2 separate regions of the Oryctolagus cuniculus genome follow, and region 1 is linked to region 2. Evidence: chromatin contacts called from public Micro-C data. All regions are on one chromosome and are shown on one strand. Each heading gives the region's core, a stretch centred on a gene start, on an enhancer-like site or on the middle of the called end of the contact. The rest is flanking DNA. Distances are from core to core; before and after follow the strand shown.

Region 1 (6,656 bases), core at 3,737-6,236, 43 kb after region 2:
TTGAGAGTTAATTCTAACCTTATCATTTCTAGATAAAACATTGGTATGAAGCCAGTAAAAAAAATATTAGCATGTATGCTTCTCAAGTTATTTAGTTTAGGAAATATTTATATTCTTAGTCAAAAAATTAGAGTTTTAAAGTCAAAATAGGCTCAACATTGTCAAAATGCAAAATGCAAGGACTACAAACAATTTAACACTTTCCACCCACAGAAATAACACTTCAAGTGAGCTCAGCTCACTTAATTTTTCAAACCATTTCTCTTCTCAGGTTTATAACTGTTCAACACATTGCTCAAATGCTCAACATTATCTATCTTAAAAGTGAAGACACGAAACAGTGCGGCAAACACTGCACAGTGACTGAATCTGACGAGGGTGGAATGTACAACCAACGTTTCAGAGCTGGAAGGGACCTACAAGATCCAATCCAGCACCCAGATTTTACAGATGGGGAAACTGCGGAGCGAACACGTCAAAGGACAACCCAAGCCACATTCCTTGGCTGAGCTATTCATTCATTTGGTCTTTCATTCATTAGCAACAGCCTAACTGCCAGGCTGCTGGGGGCTAAAAACAAGCTAGAAGGCAGCATTCACCAACACCAAGGTGGGCCTTTTTTCCTTGTGTTCTTAAGATAAATCCTTAGATTTCCTGATCAGCAAGAACTCTTATAGAAAAAGAGTTCCACAGTCTTTGTAGAACCTGGCCCACTTTCAGTTTCACACATTTCAATAAACACAGTTAGAACTTCAGAGGGGCCTCCATTGTGTTGACTTTAAATGATTAAGCATTAACAAAGGGAGGCACAGTGTTCTGAATGAGTCCCTACCTAGTACATTCATAACTTAAGGAAGTGCAATCGGAAATGCCCTACACACAAGCAGAGAGGAGAGCTTACAAAATCAGAGCAATCTGAGGTATTCACATATAGGAGTAAAGATCAGCTAAGTCCAACAGCTCAAGTTTACCAAGTGTGGAATGTAAATAGCTCCCCATTTCATTCAGATGTGGGTAGTTCTCTGAGATGCCTGTATTTTAAAAAGACCCCCAAACTCACATGCAAAAAAATGCCCTCTTCCAGTGACACATATATCTAAGCCAAGCCTTTCTCCTTAAGAACTTGACTTTCTACTTAATTAAAGAAAAATTAGATTAAAAATAAAATCAAAATCTTAATGTGCTGGCTAAAAGAAACTCAAGTTCTATGTCATCAAAACAGAACAGCTCAAACTGCACATCTATGGGTTTTGCTTTAAAAAAAAAATGAGATGTGCAGTGAAACTTACCCATCAATATAAATCATATCTCATTTCATTTGGACTTTTACATTCTTTAATATTAAGTCTGGCACTTAAATGCTTTGTGTATCTCAATTCACAGTCGACTTCTTTAAGAAGTAAGAGAATACACTGACAAAGCTCTTAAACAGAACAACCCATAAGGCACTTTGAAATATTAAACAGCAGCACTCTGTGCACCCAGTTTTGGCGTAATATACCAAAATGTGCCATAGCTCTCCAGTGCTCTCACAGATGACCGCTGGGCGACTTCAGATAAAATACAATCTTCACTGAGGCTCCTGGAAGGTTCTCTGACTTTCTTGAAGTTATTTGTCAGCTCACGATGAAAGTGCTGTTGTGCTCTTTTATTTCTCAAAACTCCAGAACTGATTTTTATCTGCAGCATCACAACTTCTCATCTGCACATCAGGGCGGCCCTCAGGTGTCCGATAAGCACTAAGGCACAGTCCCGAGTGTGGATGAAAAATGGTTCCATCTTCTTTAAAATGCCAAATGATGTTTGCTGGAATAGGGAATCCATCCTTAGGACAATTCTGCATTCCTACATGATTTTTTTTCTCAGGGACCTCAGCACACAACTCCGTCACAGAATTAAACCGTATTTCTTTGTTTGAAGTATACTCAAAGAATTGATTCCCTCCTTGGCCATGGCACCCGAACAGCGAAAGGTTAGCACCCGTGGGGTTGTTATCCGGAGAATTGTAATCTAAGCATTCAGAAGAGATCCCCTTACTGCGGATAGCACCATGCCAGCCTGGCCTATCCTCTGGGACGTGTAAACTAGAAAACACGTTTTTCAAATACCAGTCGAAGCTCTTGCATTTCAGCCGCTCTCGCAGCAGTTTTCTCTCAGAAATATCACCGTAATCTTCTTTTCTTGCCGGAGGGTTTCGGTTGTAGAAATGCTCTTTGTAGTCGTCCATCCACACTTCAGCTGCACGAGCAGTATTCTGCAGGAAGTTGGGGCGCGCGTAAGGGGCCCGCTTGGGGAACACATGGCCCACGTGAGAACACGGGTGGATCTCCAGTTTACCCCCACACTGCCATACCCTGAAAGACAGTTCCAGGTTTTCACCACCCCACACTTCCATCCCAGTGTCATATGTTCCAAGGTACTGAAAATATTTTTTGCTCACAGCAAACAGCCCTCCAGCCATGGTTGGAGATCTGATGGGGTCAATTCTGGATTTCCGCCTGTCCCTTTCATGTTTGGGGACAGAATGCCACTGAAACGTTAAACGCCAGTCAAACCCACCAATCATGGGCTCCCCAGTCTGCATATAGAATTCAAAGGTATTCCAATCGATGGTGTCTATCACAGGACAAACAACGGCTGTTTCATCTCTCTCGATCCTCTCCAGAAGCGGCTCCAGCCAACCAGAATTACACTCACAGTGGCAATCCAGGAAAGTGAGGACATCCCCAGTGGCAAAAGTGGCCCCGATGAGGCGGGCCCTCACCAGTCCCTCCCGTTTTTTGGTCCTAATCAGGCGGACCCTATCAAGATTGCTGATGTAAGTTTCAAGTTGGGTCTTCAAATAAGCTCTGTCACTCAAGTCATCGACCAGGATGATCTCCTTGAGCAGGACTGCGGGAGAAGTTTCGAGAACACTGTGGATGGTGCGGAGCAAGGTGGACCAGGCTTCGTTATAGAAGGCGATGATGACAGAGGTGGTGGGCAGTCTCCTGTAGTTGAACGTCTTGGACTTACACTCATACATTCTTTTATCCTCTATGTGGCGGTGCAGAGAAATCCTGTCACTGAGGTAAATATTGATGGCATATCTCTCAATGAGCTCTTCTTGCTGCTTCAGTTCCCCCTCGCTGAGCTGCAGCTTGCTGGCTTTCCCCCACTCCCCGAGGGCTTGGGAATCTGCCGGGGGCTTCTCATACAGCGGGCGCGACAAATCCTCGGCGTTTCTCTCCAGATCTGCGAATCGCCTGGACGTCCGCCCCTCCCTGGCATGGCCGGCACTGGGGGACGACTGGAAAGCCGAGACCGAGAGCTCCACGAGGATATAGGCCGCCGTTAAGAGCGCCAGCAGCAGGCAGCTCTTGCCTGCCCAGGTCCACCGCACGGCCATCCGGATCCTCATGGCTGGGGCTCAGCGGCCGCCACCTCGCCACCTCGCAGGGGCAGCCTGGAAGGTGAACTTCCCGGCAGGTCCCTGCCTTCAGGCAGGCGCTCGGCTCTTCGGCAGCTCCTCACAGCCCCTCGGGCTCCCCGGAGGGCACCTGAGATCCCCCTCGGACGCGCTCTGCCCACTTCCTGCTGCTCTTCGCAGAACTTTTCACAAACTCTCCAGCCAACACCCCACCCTCCGCGGGCCGAGGACAAACCCCTCCCCTTCCTACTCACTCCTCCTGGCGGTTACTTGGCGAAAGGCGCCCGCCAAGCCCGCGCCGGTGGGCGGCTCTGGGTCTGGGTCGGGGCCGGGGCCGGGGGCCGGGGGCCGGGTGGCCCGGCCGGGCACCGCCGCCCTCCACCCCCCACCCCGATGAGGACCTCCGAGGCTCTCGTGGGAGCCCGGGACAGGAGGAAAGGTCTCCGGCCACCTGAGCTTCTGTCTCCTTACACAAGATAAAAACAGTGACACCTACCAAGTTGTTTGCCGTTAGGGCTGAAGCCCACGGAGGTGATCGCCGCTTTGTGGCCTTTAAAGTAACGCTCCAGAACGGGGTCCTCCTGCGAAGGAAAGTTGTCGACGGTTCAAACCAGATGTGGACCCCGCGTGCAGCGGCTGGGGGTCGACGGTCCACACAGCCGCAACGCCAGGAACCTGCCCCCATCGCGGGCTTGGGGTTGCGGGGCGGCAGCAGCGCCCCGCGGGGAGACGCCGGGCGCCAGCTCGTCCCGCAGCGCCGGGAAAATCGTGCAATCCCGCTTCCCAGAAGCAGGCGCCTCTAAGGGACGACCTGAGGTGGGGTTGGGCTCATCTGAAATGCACGTTCCCAGGCGCCGCGGCTCCAGTCCGCAGGTGCAAGGAGGCGCCCGGGCTTTTGCACTTTTCTTAAAAAAAAAAAAAAAAAAAAAAAAAAAAAAAAAAAGTCCCAGGTGATTCTGACGCAGGCGCTCCACGGAGCCCCTCAGAGAATTCTGGGGGTCATGGGGTCGCTTACGCTCCTTCTCGAGTTCTGGGACGCGCAGAGGAGCGTCGCGGAGCCCGACACGGGCTTGGCGCTCCGGCCGCCCGGTTCACAGTGGGAGAGGCGGACGCCCCCCAGGCCAGGGGCGGGGGGCAGCACCTCAGGACCCCGCTGCCGACACCTGCTTCCATCTCCTCCAGGTGCCGCCGCGACCCTGCCCCGGCCCCCCAACCCGCGGGACCAGCCCCGGCCAGGGCCCCCCACAGCCCGTCCTTACCGGGGAGGAGGCCATGGGGGAACGGTGGGCGCCGGGCTCCTGCGGGCGGGGGGAAACGGGGGCGGGAGGGAGGAGGGAAGGGGAGAGGGTGAAAAGGGGAACCGCGAGGCGCCCGGAACCGTCTGCTCGGAGCGGCAGCACCTCCCGGTCACTACAACAACGGCGGCCCAGTCAAACCCCGCGCTCCAGGCATGGCCAGCCGAGCCTCGAGACTCCGAGGCCGGAGCGGGGGTCGGGGGCGGAGGGGTCGCTGCCAGCGACTGCGCGGGACGCTCCGGGGCCAAGTGCGACGGTACACCTAAGCCACTGTTTACTAATGCTGGCGTTCCCTTTCGGTTTGACGCCTGGAAAGAGAAGGAAGTGGGGAGCGAGGGCATTGTAGGCCTGTGATCGATGCAATCGGAGTTCTATTACATGTTAAAGAGCCAGCGCTCGTTGGTTTCAAGTTTGTCCCCGGTAATTTATCACGGGAGAGGGGGCGTGGCGTAGGGCGGTGGAGTTTTGATGTGAAGAGGAACAGCTGGCTACTTCTCAATACATTCAAAGGAACTAAAATCCTGGAGGACAGATTTGAATTTGTTTAATCTCTTTACCAAACAGTGCCCCGCATGATAATAATGCTGCACACTGGAGATGAATGGACGAATAAACCGCATCTCCTTAACCTTTTGGGCTGTATGTTTCTTTATCTGCTTCTTTGCGTATGCTTTCCAGGAATGCATTTACCAGCAGCGCATTTAAAATCTTTAGGAAGACTTGGAAACATGTTTTAACGTATTAGCTCAAATGGTAACTGTAACTATTTATACAACAGGGTTTCAATGCACATAGTATCATTTCTGGTTCAGTAACACTGTAGAAGTTGGAAGAGTTATAATGTTCCCAAATGATAAACTTGATTCTTAGATCCTGATCTTAGAAGTCATGCAGAGACCGCTTTTTCAATTCTAAAAATATCTTGTTTTTTTTTTTTTTAATCCTGAAATTACATACACAATAAAGTTTCTTGGCAATGTAAAATGGGATAGGCCACAGCTGGTAAGATACACGTTCTATGTAAATGAGAGGTATACTACCACCTTAATTACAGGTTCTCTAGTTGTCTAGAGATTGCATTTAGCTTTAATAAGTTCTGCAGATAACAATTTAACGGGTAAGAAATAGCTTTAGATTGCAGTGTTACTTTAATTCAAGTATATGATTGTTGAATTTCTCCTGTATGTTTGGCCCTGAGGGATATAAAGATGATTGAAATGTTTTTCCTGCCTTCAAGGACTCAACCATCTAGATTGATATGGCTAATATTTTAGCATGTGTAATGTTGATTTAGCGGCTCAATTCGCAGAGATGCTGAAGCAACATGCTCGTAAATAGGGTGGGATCCACGGTTCTACGGATTAACAAGCTCCGTACACGATTGCTATGGGAGTCTCAGCTGTGTACATTGAGAAACATTGCTGTAGTCCAGGGGGTGATATATTTAACAGTGTTGATGCCAGCAATTTGTCAACAAACTCTGGCAAGACTCCAAGTTTTGCTCCTTATTCCCAGTCTAAGTTTGATTAAACACACACACACAATCCTGGCATGCTTAAGCATAATACTGGATGCTGGTAGGAATGTAAAATGGTGCACTGTGGCTCCAGCAAGTCTACAGCTAGGTATAGCCCACAAATACTGAAAGCAAGGACTCAGATGTTTGTATTACATTAGTAACAGCCCCAAAGTGAAAACAGCCCAAGTATTCAACAAAGGAATAGATAAAATATGATAACTACATTCAATGAGATATTATTCAGCCACTAAAATAATGAAATTCTGATGCATGCTGCAACATAGATGACCCTTGAAGACATTATGCCAAGGGAATACATTATGGTTGATGACTTTACTTCTTTAAAGTACCTAGAATGGGTGGATGTACAGAGACAGAAAGGAGCTGCGGCTAAGGGAGAATGGGGAGTTACTGACTGATGAGGGGTGCAGAG
Region 2 (7,020 bases), core at 972-3,471:
ACACCAGCTTCTCTTTGTCCTTTGATCAGGAAAGGTTAGTCTTCTCTTTACTGTCAGGGCTTAAATAACACCTAACTGGCCTGTTAATTTTAAGGGTGTTAAGAGGATTAAAAAAAATTCTACTAAAACATTAATAGCTTTCTGACTCTAACTCTGTTCCACCCAGCGCCTTTTAAAGTTTCCAGAGTAGGTCAGAGATGGACTTTATTTCAGTCAATAGTGACTCATGGAGTTGGCAGGCAGGGACCGCCTGTAAGGCATTTGGGAAGTTAATTGAGCTATTATTGAATCCCTTAAAATGTATTGGTACTCAATCAAGAGAATGAGGAAATTTTTTAACTTCTTTCTAGAAAAACTGGTTTACAGGTCATTGAGAGTAGCCCAGATTATATCTTTCACCTGGAACCCAGGAGTTCTAAAACTATCTAAAATGCTATGCCTATATGCAGTGTTATTCTGACCTTTGGTTCAGAAAACCAAAAGGGCCCATAAGCCATGAAATGTTTTAATGTGCTTTCAAATTTCCCTTTGGATATTTCTTATCATTAAAATAAATATTCTATAAAGCACACATTTTCAGTCCTCAGGACCCTGAGACCAAACAGGATAGGCGTAGCTCCACGCCTTGCAAAACCCAAATCATTCATAAGGGATTTGCTGAGGTCAGCAGCTCTTCAATACAAGAGAAAGCAGTAAAAAGTAATGGAAATAAGACTGCCCGGGAAGTAGAGTCCAGAATTCTAGGGCTGATTCTTCCACTGCCCAGCTCAAGCACACAGGTCCACTGGCCACTGTTTCTGTTTGTATAATGAGAAGTTTGGGTTACACTGAGATCTAAAACTTTCATATATTCATTAAAAAAACTGGCAGTCCCAGAGTTTGCTTTGCTTTTGTTTTTTACATACTTAAAGTGAAGTTCAAATAAATAAATAAATATTTATGCTTTTTAAAGGGTTGGTCAGCATTAGAGGAGAAACCATCTGTTGACTGTGGTAACAAGATTCATTCTTGCAAATGCTGAGAGATGAAAAGCAGATGAAAAAAATAAAAAGATTAATTACATGTCAGGTCATTTACTTTCTATATGCCCACACTTATCTCCCGGGATGTCTACCCAAAAGTGTAAATGCCTACTAGGTGTCTCCTCAGGGATGTCCCATGGGCACCTCCAACTCAGAACTTGTCCAAATCTGGACTCATCATTCCCCCCACCCCCCAAACTGCTCCTTTTCCAGTAAATGGTTTCTCAACTTAGAAACCCAGGAGTCTTCCTGATTGCCCTTCATTTTTTAGTCCCCACATTCTAACCTGTTACCAGATCCTACCATCTCAAAGCACCACTAACTCTGCCGTCTTCCATTCTCTACAATCATCAAGTGATCTTTCAATCTTACATCAGGCTGGATCAGTTCTTCTGCTTAAAACCCTTTGGTGCTTTCACCTTTCCCTTGGGAAAAAGTCGACATCCTTACCCCTGCTTTCCGTAAGTCTCCAGGACCTGTCTCACTCTTCACAGCATCACATCATTTTCCCTTAGGTTCTTGCACTTACCTTGGGCCTTTCCTAATACGCTGCTCCCTGTTCCTCAAAACCTGCTTGCTCCTCTTTGTTCAAAATACATCAAAGGATTTTGCATGATCTTCAAAAGTTCTGTTTCAATGTCACACCCTTAGGAATAGTCTTCCTCAATGTTTGCTCCCCAGGATGTCTTCAGAGCAGCCCACAGCCACAGGGACATCACACATGCAGCTGAGTTTTCCATGTTTGCTTCCCTAACAGAATGTAAGCTCCAAGAACAGAGAACTCTCTCTCTCTCTGTCACTGTTGTCTGCCCAGACACAGTGCCTGGCACTGAGAAAGCCTTAGTAATTATTAATGGAATTTTAAAAACAAAAACAAAAATACTTTTTAAGGGACTTGAGACTGACTTCCATTATTTATAGCCAATGAAAGCTGATGTTTTGAAATCTTTGAAATTTGTTGCACAAAAATGTGAATGTACTTAATGCCATTGAACTGCACACACAATAATGGTTATAATGATAAATTTTATGCGATACAGATGGCCCTTGACTTAAAAATTTTTCAACTTTACAATAGTGTGAAAGGAATAAGCATTTAATACTTTGGATTTTGAATTCTGGTCTTTCCCTGGGCTAGTGAAAGGCACCACGATGTGCTGTCTCGATGTTGGCAGTGAGCCTCAGCTCCCACTCAGCACTGCAATTACGAGTGAACAAGTGATACTCTACACTGTGCTGTGTTACTGGGCCAGATGTTCAGTGAATTAGGGGTATTCAGTGCATGTCTTACTTACAATCTATTCATCTTATGATGGGCTGATCAGGATGCAATCCCATCGTATGTCAAGAACATCTATTATCCATTTCCACAAGAAAAAATCTTTGCAATTCAAACAGTGAAAAGTTCATTCATAACACTTCTAACAAATTGTTAAAGTTAAAAGCAAATTGTTCCCCCTCAATGAATGCTAGAAAAGCAACACTGTTTGAAAAGTTATCTGTATTAACCTCTACTTATTTTGGGCTGACGGCCTCTTAAAACAAGTTATCCTATAGTATTTATTATTTGAAGTATAGAGCTATAATAACCTTATGTTTTAGAAAAATTCTTTCACAACTATAAAGAGATATTTCTTACCTACATATATTTTTCAATGTTTTCTTTAGCAGTCATTAGAGAAAAAAATTACTTTAAAAATTGGGTAATACTGAAAATTTTAAAAGTCCAGAATCCCAACACTCAAACACAATTAACACCTAAATTTCTGTGTACCTTATCTTTTGTTAATGCACTGGTCCTTTATATTAAAACCATGAGTTCTGAATTTTATCCCTGTAAACATATTTTTCATACCATAACTTACATTATATTCCTCTTTTAATGGCTACATAAGCTATTTACTTAATCACTTTTTTTATTTTGAAAAAAATTGGTTATTACTAATTTTTTTAAAGATTTATTTCATTTATTTGAAAGGCAGAGTTACAGAGAGAGGTAGAGACAGAGATGGAGAGAGGTCTTCCATCCACTGGTTCACTCCCCAAATGGCTGCAATGGCCGGAGCTGAGTCTACCCAAAGCCAGGAGCTGCTTCCGGGTCTCCCATGTGGGTGCAGGGGCCCAAGGACTCAGGCCATCTTCTACTGCTTTCTCAGGCCATAGCAGAGAGCTGGATCGGAAGTGAAGCAGCTGGGACTTCAACCAGTGCCAAAGTGGGATGCTGACACTGCAAGCCATAGCTTTAACCCGCTGTGCCACAGTGCCAGCCCTAATCTAATTTATTATCCTTATAAATTATGCTGAAAGCAATACCTCTGAATATAAAGCTTTACCCAAAATTATATTGTTTAGAATAAATTTCAAGTTATGGAATCACTGAAGCAAAGACTAGATATATTTTGCAAACTGATTTCTACAAAGATGACACAAGTTTGTATTTTTTATTTATTAATTCAGAAGAGTTACATAGAGAGAGGAGAAGCAGACAGAGCGAGGTCTGCCATCTGTTGGTTCAATCCCTAATTGGCCTCACTGGCCAGAGCCACACTAATCTGAAGCCAGAAGCCAGGAGCTTCTTCTGGGTCTCCCATGCAGGTGCAGGGGCCCAAGGACTTGGGCCATCTTCTACTTTCTCAGGGCATAGCAAAGAGCTGGATTGGAAGTGGAGCATCCAGGACTCGAACTAGCGCCCATACAGGATGCTGACACTGCATGTGGAGGCTTAACCTGCTACACCATAGTGCCGACCCCACAAGTTTGTATCTTAGAATCAGGAGTAGAGGCTGGGACTGTGGTGTACAGTGATGGCATCCTGTATGGACACTGGTTTAAGTGCCAGCTACTCCTCTTCTGATCCAGCTCTCTGCTAAGGCCTGGGAAAGCAGAAGAAGATGGCCCAAGCGCTTGAGCCCCTGCACCCATGTGGGAGACCCCAGAAGCTCTTGGCTTCTGGCTTCAAATCAACCCAGCTCCCGCCATTGTGGCCATTTGGGGAAGTGAAGCAGCAGATGGGCCTTTCTCTGGTTCTCTCTTTTTCTCTTCTTGTAACTCTACCTCTCAAATAAAATAAATAAATAAATACATCTTAAAAATCTGCTTTAAGAAATCAGGAGTATATTTCTCAATAGATGGCATATCCTAAAAATATTTCTGTAAGTTAAGATGCCTGGTGGTGAACAATGCTTTGTCTGGAGAAGTCAGCTATTCATCTCCTCTTACACTATGGGCACCATCCCATCCCTATGCCACATCTAGTAAGTTTGGGCTCCAAGAACAAGCCCATAATATGTTCTGGACACAAAGACAAACACTGAATTTTAATTACTTAGGTCCATGGTATACATTTAAAATTCAAATACTTGGGGCCGGCACTGTGGCATAGAGCATAAAGCTGCTGCCTACAGTGCTGGTATCCCAAATGGGCGCCAATTCGAGTTCCAGCTGCTCCACTTCTGATTTAGCCCTCTGCTATGGCCTGGGAAAACAGCAGAAGATGGCCCAATTGCTTGGGCCCCTGCACCCACATGGGAGACCCGGAAGAAGCTCTTGACTACTGGCTTCAGATCGGTACAGCTCTGGCCATTGTGGCCATTTAGGGGAGTAATCCAGCCAGATGGAAGACCTCTGCCTCTCCTTCTCTCTCTGTGTAACTCTTTCACATAAATAAGTAAATATAAGTATAAAACCACATAGGCCCTTGCAAATAAAAATAAAATTCTAAAAGGACAAACAAGTGCTCTACTTATCCTCTACTTATTCATTTGAATACACTGCCCATGCATTAGGAGAAAAAGTAGTATCACTTGTATTATTTTTAATATTTAGCTGCTGCTTAATTCACCTACAATTTTTTTTTTTGACAGGCAGAGTGGATAGTGAGAGAGAGACAGAGAGAAAGGTCTTCCTTTTGCCATTGGTTCACCCTCCAATGGCCGCTGCGGCCGGCACACTGTGGCCGGCGCACCACACTGATCCGATGGCAGGAGCCAGGTACTTATCCTGGTCTCCCATGGGGTGCAGGGCCCAAGCACTTGGGCCATCCTCCACTGCCCTCCTGGGCCACAGCAGAGAGCTGGCCTGGAAGAGGGGCAATCGGGAAAGAATCCGGCGCCCCGACTGGGACCTGAACCCGGTGTGCCAGCGCCACTAGGTGGAGGATTAGCCTATTGAGTTGCGGCGCCGGCCAATTCACCTACAATTTTAAAAATGTATACTGTGAAATAAACATTCAAACTGTATTTTTCTAAATATACATCTAGTTATCTTACCTACATATTAAATAGTCCATGTACTTCCCCACTAATTGAAAATGCCACCTTTATCACAAAACAACTTCCCATATAAGCATGACTCTGCTCAGGCCTTTCTATGAACTATCTCCTTAATGTTGCATCATTATCACAATATTTTAATTGCTATAGTTTTATACTATGTATTGAGAACTGGGTGGAAAGTTTGTTCTACTTTTTTTTCCTAGTTACTTTTCTCCTGGCTAGTTGTATATATTTATTATATCTAAAATTAGAATGTGAGATAATCATAAAATCCATCTCAGTTCTCTCCTTGGGAGCATTCTACAAACCTTGGTATAAAGATGTAGATCACCCAAGACACAGTGAATAGGCTCACTGGGCAGAGGAAATAAAGTCAAAATTCAGAGCTGCAGGGACCAGCATTATGGCATAGCTGGTAAAGCTGTTGCCTGCAGTGCCAGAATCCCATTTGAGTGCCAGTTTGAGTACTGGCTGCTCCACTTCTGATCCAGATCGCTGCTACTGGCCTGGGAAAAGCAGTGGAACATGACCTAAGTGTTTGGGCTACTGCCACCCACAGAGGAGACCTGGAAGAAGCTCCTGGATCCTGGCTTCGGCCTGGCCCAGCCCTGGCTATTGAAACCATAAGGAGAGTGAACCAGCAGGTAAAAGATCTCTCTGTCTTTCTCTCTCTTTCTGTAACTCTTTCAAACAAATAAATAAATCTAAAAAAAAAAAAAAATCAGAGCTGCAAAAAGGACAGAATTTTGAGGAGCATAAGAGAGATGCTTTCAGACTTAAACTGAGGTTCTGAGGTCTTTCAACTTGAACTGAGCCATGCTACTAGCATTCCAGGTCTCCAGCCAATAGATAACTTGTAATGAGACTTCACAGCTGCTACAACCATATGAGTCAATTTGTCAATAAATTCCCTCTTAAATATCTTTACATATAACCTATTGGTTCTGCCTCTACGAACAGAAATACACAGAGGCTGGTGCTGTGGCACAGCAGGTTAAAGCCCCTGCTTGTAGTGCCAGCATCCCATATGCGCACCAGTTTGAATCCAGGCTGCTATACTTCCAATCCAGCTCTCTGCTATGCCCTGGGAAAACAGCAGAGGATGGCCCAAGTGTTTGGGCCCCTGCACCTGTGTGAGAGACCCAGCAGAAGCTCCTGGCTCCTGGCTTCTGATCGGCTCAGCTACAGCTGTTGCAGCCAATTGGGGAGTGAACCAGCAGATGGAAGCCCTTTTTCTCTCCTTTTGACTCTACACCTCTAACTCTGTCTTTAAAAAAAAAAAAAAAAAAACCACTAATACACAGACTATAGCAAAAGACATCTTTCATTTTTATTTACTTGTTTTCATTTTTTTATGTTTAAGGCAGAGAAAGGGTGTGATCAAGATTTCTATTTTATTTGCCAGTTCATTCCCCAAATCCCTGTAATAGCAAAGGCCAGGAACTCAATCTAGGTGTCCTATATAGGTGGCAGGGATCCAAGTACTTCAGCCATCACCTGCTGCTACCACCAGGTTGTGCATAATAAGCAAGAAGCTAGACAGGATGTGGAGGAACCAGCGCTCAAACCTAGGCATTCCAGTGTGGGCAAGCCAACAAGCATCTTAGCCACCATGCCAAATACCCATTTAGCACATGACATCTTCCAACCTAAAATTATACATCTCAGCAAAAACATCCATGTGAGGGCTAAACAGAAAGCTGACAGACGTCATCACCAGGAGA

What was found. Hi-C and Micro-C count contacts between places; a contact is called where the count stands out from the background.
Region 1: a Micro-C map of ear pinna shows a contact between it and region 2, with 4 times the contacts expected there. The contact joins the promoter of POC1B here to the enhancer-like site in region 2. A contact is called at or near these places in 3 of 6 Hi-C or Micro-C datasets (ear pinna, liver and an unstated tissue).

The regions. Positions count from the first base shown.
Region 1 is chr11:92,175,674-92,182,329 of mOryCun1.1, forward strand. POC1B (POC1 centriolar protein B) reads right to left here and starts at 4,987. Exons shown (of 12, transcript XM_017342011.3): 1 at 4,669-4,987; 2 at 3,906-3,990. The coding sequence starts at 4,683. It overlaps GALNT4 (polypeptide N-acetylgalactosaminyltransferase 4), which reads right to left and starts at 3,625. Exons shown (of 1, transcript XM_008256873.4): 1 at 1-3,625. The coding sequence starts at 3,400. The coding sequence ends at 1,649.
Region 2 is chr11:92,135,865-92,142,884 of mOryCun1.1, forward strand. All of the region lies in intron 4 of POC1B (POC1 centriolar protein B), which reads right to left. Among named protein-coding and RNA genes, the nearest start is that of GALNT4, 40 kb to the right of the region's middle. Within about 2 kb of position 2,222, at least 1 of the 8 cell types and tissues checked has an H3K27ac peak or open chromatin away from gene starts, as enhancers often do.